Regions from separate parts of the Danio rerio genome. Here region 1 is linked to region 2. The links are chromatin contacts, called in public HiChIP or PLAC-seq maps. All regions are on one chromosome and are shown on one strand. The core of a region is the stretch at or near the end of the contact, and the rest is flanking DNA. Distances in the headings are between cores, read along the strand shown. Region 1 holds the start of slc35f6 (solute carrier family 35 member F6). Region 2 holds the start of si:dkeyp-117h8.4.

Region 1 (3,832 bases), core at 888-3,387, 270 kb after region 2:
AAAATAATCAATCTATCAAAGTTATTTATCAACAAAACAGTTCGCACCGACGCAGCCAATCAGAGAGTTTCGGATTGAAGGCGAGGCGACAGAAGGCGCACACTGTGATTGGACGGAAGGAACTTCTCGCGCACTGCTGGAATGGAATGTGTCATATACAGTGTTGAGTTTGGGAGAGCAACAGAAACAGAAGGTCTTTTTTATTACAGACAGTATCACTTTTATTTTAAGCACTTTGTGGTATATAGTGGGATGTGAATAAATGCAAGCTAATAAGAAAATGAATAATGTTTTTATGGCGCTTTATAATAAGAACAACCCTGTAAAGGTTGTAAATTGATGTCCATCTCTTACCACAATAATGTAATGGACATTCTATAAGAAATGTACATTATCTGTCCCTGAAATAAAAACATAAATACAGTGAATAAGAAGAATTTCATCCCCAAAAATGAATGAAAGGATTTTGCTCTGTGTGTTGTTTTGTAAAGAAATGTCATTCGTTTGGTTCTCAGATTCTTTACTAAAAGCACTTTACAAATGTACAAACCCTGTCATTGTCCTCAGTCCAATTTAACGTAAACAGCTTTAATAGTTTTGTTATGCTATAAACTGTTTTTTCAGAAGAAAAAAAAAATCAGAAACAGCAATATCCACTCACTACATGCACTACACTTCAACCAATTCTTACCTAAAACAATATTGCCTACAATAATTTTCCACCAACAATCAGACTATGTATGCACATTTTTTTTGACTGTGTACTTGTTTATCTGTGCCTACATGTGTGTGTATTTCTTAACACATGTATTGTCTTTCACGTATTTATTGTCTTCTACGGATTACTCTCAACAGAGCTAATTATATATTGTTTTGTTTTCTGGGAGTATGTTGTTTTATTTTGCACTGTTGTTGTATTTTGCACTGTCTGAAGCAAGCACCTAAGCTTTTCACTCCTCATACTACACGTGCTGCAGCTGATGTGACAATAAAAGTGATTTAATTTGATTTCAATTGTTATCATTCACATCAACTGATAAAACATGAAATTATAAATTACAACTAAGAAATAAGTACTACAAATATATAATACAAATAAATGTACAATGCCCCCATGTTTCTGTCAGTCCTGTCACATTTGCATATTGCTCTGACTCGAAAGTGACATCATTTGACAGAGAAGAAGCTGACAGTGATCATTGATGTGTGCTACACCCCCCCCCCCAAAAAAAAGGACAGAAAGAAAGAAAAAAAAGAAAGAAAGTGGAAAGAAAGTTGAGGTTGACACTCATGTCAACCCATTAAACATTTATCAATCAAAAAAAAATATTTATTTTTTAACAAAGATAATTAAAGTCTAGTAACTATTGGATTAAATAGTACTAACTAATAAATAAGAACTATTATCAAATAATAGTAACATAAAAATAAGTAGCTACTAGTTCAAAAAACCTGAATACATTTTTATGAGTTTTTTTTATTGGTAAATGTAAAAAAAGGTGTGTTCATTAAATAGATAAGTCATCCAAAAATGTAAATTTGCTCCCCATTAGACCATACACAAATATATATATATATATAAATATTTTCCTCAGTAGAGCTTGTAGAGATTGAAACTGTGGGCTTTCGTGATTCATAAAATGCTGGTCAGTGGCTCTCAAATTATAGGTTATAGCATTAAGCTAAAATGCTATAATGGTCTACTAAGGAAAATCTTGGAGAGTCTTTTTTTAAATTTATTTAATTCATGATACCTTTAATCTTTTTTTCATACAATGCAAATACAAGAAGACACTTGTTGTTGCATTATCAGTAAATTAATCTGAATGTTTTTGTTTTGATCAACAGGTTCAAAGGAAACTAGACACTGCAATGAAGTGCACCAAATAAAAAATGTTTCCTGAATCAAATAATGTTTTCTAGTTTATTTTCCAGCTTTGCTGTAAACTAAACTGACATTTATTTATTTATTTATTTATTTATTTATTTATTTATTTATTTATTTATTTCAGGCAACAAACACATCATCATTATTCATAAATATCTGTGCTGTTCACCAAATGCTTGCCTTCTCATACTTCTACGGAAATGAGGCGTCAGCTGGTGTGTCACATGATCACCGTCATGTGATTTGGATACAGGGGGAACGACCTGTTTAGATTGCTGTAGCCATCAGCAAGAAAGGCACATCTCAAGATATCTTGAGTGTCTGATGCTCGCGCTCACTCAGCCCCACACTTACGATGAAGTGGACAAAATATCAGCTCTTTCTCGCCGGGCTGATGCTCACGACAGGCTCTCTAAACACACTCTCCGCAAAGTAAGTAATGCGCACGCGCCAGATGCTGTTTGTTTACATAGGATTCCATACCGTATGATATTTTGTTTTTTTGTTTTTTTGTGCTTTTATCAACCAAACTTTTACCTTTAATCAAATAGCTGAAACAATTATGTTTTACGTTGTTTATAAAGCCGCACATTATGTCATTATTTTTATGTATCCATTACGTGATATTTTGTACCATATATTTTGTAACATCTGGAAGAGTACATTTAAAACCTGTCATAATTTTACTTAAGCACAAACTAGATTAAATATCACCCATTGACCTTTTAGTCCCTAAACAACATGACTAAAATTTGAGGAAAAGATTATTAGACTCACGTGCAGTTGATCAGACGTGTCGTGACATGTTTAGACTGCAAAATCAGCAATTTTGACAGTCTGAAATCACTTGTGACTATTAGTCAATAGTGCCATCACAGCATTATATGTCTTACAAGTAGAATTGGGTTGTACACTGAGTCAAGAAGATACTGCCAAACGTCTTGTAACTTGATATAGCTTTGTGTCTAAAACAGAAGCTTAACGTTTCTAGGCAGAAGATACCGGATACCACACGTTATCCCATATATCTGCTGAAAAACTGACACTGATGGTGTTGATGTATCCGTGATCTCACTCTTAAGTACACTCTTGATTTTTACAATGTCATAATAACTTTTCGCTATAACAGAATGTTTCTAAAAGTATATTGTAAAATAAATTAAAACAAACTGTTACATCTAAAAGGTCTTTTTATCTTCAGGCTTTATGTCAGTCATGCATGGTTGTAAAAATGACAGTAGCACAACTTTGTTACTTATTAAACTTACAGTGACTAACCCATGTAAGACTAGTTATATTTTTAAAGGTTTAGTTCACTTAAAAATTCTGCAAAAATGTTTAATATAACTTAAAACCCATATAAAGTTTGTAGATGGAGATATTTTTAATAAATTCTGAGAGATTCTCTCTCTGTATTCAAAGTGTATTCACTCAAAACTCTGAGGCTTTCATAGAGAGATAAAAAATCCATGAGCTGTTAAATCAAAGTCATCTGAAGACACATGACTGCTTAATAAGATGACGAGATTAAAAAATGTAAGATATTTAAAGTTCAGCCTGTATGGAAGTCCCTTTAATGTTTTAGTTTGTGAATGCTCATTATAACAAAAAATTGAATTGAACATTATTATTGTGTAATAATTGTTACAGGTTTTTCATACACAACTCTTATCCATCATTGTTAGGACAAACTAATAGTGCAGCTCCAAATTTACTGGGAAGTTTACCTATGAATGAAACATTTCATTCTCATCATCCTCAGCCTCCTCTTATCCCAAACCTGTTAGAGTTTTATTTTGTAGAATGTTGAAAACTGGTCATTGGCTTCCACAGAATTTTACATTTCCCTTTATAGACGTCTAGTTTCCAACATTCTTTATAATATAATATTTTGTGTTCAATAAAAGATACTTTAAAAGGTTTAAAAACCTCTTGAGGATGAGT
Region 2 (3,692 bases), core at 318-2,817:
AGGCAAAGATAACTCACTCCACAAAGACCCAGGAGATGTGGTGTTTAAATTCACTGATTGCTGGAATGATTCAGCTCCGTGCCCTAGATGATGATCACAGAAGTAAACTTCAAAATTGCAGATGTGTTTTCTTACTTACATTTATTACTTAAGTGTAGCAGTATTATTTAAAAAAAATAAAATAAAATTATATATATATATATATATATATATATATATATATATATATATATATATATATATATATATATATATATACACACACACACACACACACACACACACACACACACACACACTCATTTCTTACATAGATTTTTGCTGTCTTCCTGTTGACCAGAGCCGTTAAGATCATCCTCGGTGACCCCTGACATGTCCATCTGAAAATGGTGAAGTATCAAAACAGAAGTTAAGAAACTTTACAATACAGGCTTGTTTACATAGAAATACTTCACGCAGAGCTGAAGCAATACGAAGATATATCGATTTATTTACTCTTGTTATTGCTTGTGTCATTCTAGAAGTCAATGAGCTGTCGTCATGATCCTAGTCAAAGTTTGGTTGCATTTGTGAGGATTAGACATATAAATGGACTCAATCAATGATAGATCAATTAAAGGCCCCTGAATCTAGTTAAATCATAATCAAGTCAAAATAAGAGCCAAATTCTATAATTTCTCTTCAACCTACCTTATCATTTTCCTGGTCTTCAAACTCTACAAAATAAAGGATAAAGAGATTAAACGTAAAATGGCATTATTGTCAAAACAGCTTATTTAAATGACCCAATATACAAAAAAAAAAAAAGGTTTCTTACCCCTCACTGAATAGTCTGCTCTAACTCGAGTCTGAATGTATTGAAAGAAATGGTAAATGTAAGAAGCCAAAAAATAAACACCCATAGAAAATGACCAGATCATGCTGTCTTTTTGAACAACTGAGTAGCATCATCATCATCATCATCATCATATCCAGAAAAGTAGAAATCAGCTAAATATACATGTTAGAAACTGTCTATGAATGTATCTTCTTGGGACATAATTTCGCTTGATTTGCACCTTTAATGCTTCCAGCTCACGTTCTCCCTCTGCACTGTCAATGGGCACAGGACCTATAAGAATGTACCATACAAAATGAGTCACATAAATTAGCACAACAGTAAAAGCATCAGTTACTAGTTTCAACATTTTCGCCTACCTCTTCCAGTCCTGCAGGTCATTGTTTTCAGACAGATGTCTATTCCAGCATCGCTTAGATTGGAATACTAGAAAGCACATAAAAATATTATTAAACGTACAGTGCTTCATGTGAGTTTTTAAATAGATAAAACGTAAAGTTAGGCCAATACAGGCTCTCTCTCTCTCTCTCTCTTAAACGCACGTTTGCATTAAAACTGCTTACCTTTTGAAAAATCGCTTCCATTGTGTTTCTGAAGACATCGTTATTTCTCTTGAACTGATCTGTATATAAAGGCATGTTGCATAAATAAATTCTACTACAAGCCAAGTTTATTTGACCAATATATGCTTTGACGCAGCGGTTCGGTTAAACTTTCGAATTTCCCGAGTGAAAATCTCGATCTCTGATTGGACGTTCTTTCAAGCGACACAAAAAACGTCATCTTAAAGCGCGAGTTTATCAACTGATTTGTCAGAGTCATCTTTGCGAATCGGTTCGTTTGAATGGTTCATTTAAAAACGGGTCTGAATTTAAAAAAATGTGTACTCAAGTCACTCATGTTTTTAAAGTAAATTGTGGACAAGAAGTAGCAATCAGTTCCATGATTTTAAAGATTGATTACCGCGATTTACCGATTTAAGGGAGACTCGTTTAAATTCGTGAACGACTCATTTAAATCTCTGTGAACCTGTTCTAACCGAGCATTCGACTCAACCGAGCGATTCGCTCTCGTCTGTATACTAGTTTGCAGGCGCTCATGAACTAGTATATTGCAATGTACAATGTAGTTAATCAAATGATTATTTAACACATTTTTCGCTCAGACATGACAGCGAAACTCCTTTACGAGCTAGTGCACGAGGCGGCGCGCGCTCACGGCGATAAAAGAGCTGTCGCGTTTGACAGCAGCATCGCAGCGCGCGTCTCTTTAACATATGATGAACTTATTTTCATGTCAGATGAATTAACTGCACAACTGCGCGTCTCTGTCCAGAATCATGAAGGTGCAATAGGGTTATTCTGCCATCCAGATGTTCTTCTTCCTGTCTGGATAATAGGGTACGAATCACTGTGTCGATGCTTGCTTAGAATGGGTTATTCTAGTAGCTAGTTAATATCAAAATACAGTTTTTTTGCTAATAATTTGTAAATTGTGTCTTCAAACAGTATCCTGCAGTTTCCTGCAGCATATTTACCTCTGGATCCTGCATCACCACCTCAGTGCAGCCTGAGAATGATCAACAACTGCAGATTGAGCTTCTGCTTGATACAAAATGAGCTGCTTCATGTGGGCTTATTATATTATATTATATTATATTATATTATATTATATTATATTAATTCTAATTGTTGTTATTAACTGCACATTTTGTAACCAACAGCAATTCCAGAGTGCCTTTTCTATCCTGATATCCGTGGAAGTATGTGCAACATTTTGTTCACACAGACTCACTTTAATCAAAATAAAAAGTGAGCAGAAGGAAAACAGTCAAGCGAACGATGCGCCTTTCAGCTCTGCCGTGACCAAAAATATCCAGCAGGGGGAGCCTTTGGCTTATATTCTGCATACATCCGGAACAACAGGCCTTCCTAAAATAGTGAAGGTCCCACACAGGTGTATTGTGCCCAATATTATACACCTGCGGTAAGAACACAGCATTCAGCATTCTATTGTAAATATCCAGTGTTTTTGTTGTTTGTTTGTTTTTTTTTTTAAACAAATGTGTTCAATTGTTTACCTGGTTGTAAAAAAATACATTAAAATTTGACTTAACAGTATTAAATCACTAATCTACTATCCATAAAAATGTGTCCGAAAACACAACAGACTAATGTTTCACGTTTAGACCGTGAAACTCTTGCTGGGTTCTATTCAGAAAGCCCTAATTCCTTTGAGAAGTACATTTGAAGGGATTATTAGAGCATAGGGAGGAGTCCTCCCAAATTAAATGCAGTATGTGACACCAATCAACTTCCCTGCACATAGAATCATGGCCCGAAGTGTCCATCAGTTGTACCTTTTAAAATACTTCATTCCAAAGAGCCCTTTGAAGTGACCAGCTTTGACCACTTCTGCTTGGAATGACACTTAAATATGGTGGCCATGATATTTTTTCACTCCAAAGTGCCCATCTGAGCAGCTGAAATATCCTGTTTGGAATGCAGCGTCTGGCTAAGCTAATCATTGTCCAATTTTATTTATTATTGAAGAAGTCCTTTTACATTGACGTGACACTTAAGTTGAAAATATTTGGTGTAACAGTCCTATTTCAAGCATTTTTAGAATACTTCTTGATTATATATAGTAAAACAATTACAGTAATGAATAAAAGTATTGAAAACATTTGAAATAAAGCTAAAGTAGAGCAGCGTGGTGGCTCAGTCGTCGAGCACTGTCGCCTCGACTGTTCTTTTCAAATTAATATTGTGAGATAGCAGAAGTCATTTTTAATTTACTTCTTTTTTTTTACTTCTCAACAGCTCTGTCTTTAAGATGACTCCAGAAGACGTCG

The links. HiChIP or PLAC-seq counts read pairs in DNA pulled down with a chosen protein or histone mark.
Region 1: a contact with region 2 is called in an H3K4me3 HiChIP or PLAC-seq map of embryo, with 3 times the contacts expected there. The contact joins the promoter of slc35f6 here to the promoter of si:dkeyp-117h8.4 in region 2. A contact is called at or near these places in 3 of 18 Hi-C or Micro-C datasets (caudal fin, hematopoietic stem cells and an unstated tissue) and 1 of 4 datasets of contacts at active chromatin or transcription factors (embryo).

The regions. Positions count from the first base shown.
Region 1 is chr20:28,586,342-28,590,173 of GRCz12tu, forward strand. It overlaps slc35f6 (solute carrier family 35 member F6), which reads left to right and starts at 2,138. Exons shown (of 6, transcript NM_001002559.1): 1 at 2,138-2,320. The coding sequence starts at 2,244. mideasa (mitotic deacetylase associated SANT domain protein a) reads right to left here and starts at 45. Exons shown (of 13, transcript NM_001045193.1): 1 at 1-45.
Region 2 is chr20:28,319,728-28,323,419 of GRCz12tu, forward strand. It overlaps si:dkeyp-117h8.4, which reads right to left and starts at 1,568. Exons shown (of 10, transcript NM_001082878.1): 1 at 1,402-1,568; 2 at 1,198-1,264; 3 at 1,059-1,111; 4 at 818-848; 5 at 691-716; 6 at 311-380; 7 at 1-83. The coding sequence starts at 1,476. aasdh (aminoadipate-semialdehyde dehydrogenase) reads left to right here and starts at 1,908. Exons shown (of 14, transcript NM_001423801.1): 1 at 1,908-2,238; 2 at 2,347-2,467; 3 at 2,562-2,824; 4 at 3,661-3,692. The coding sequence starts at 2,006.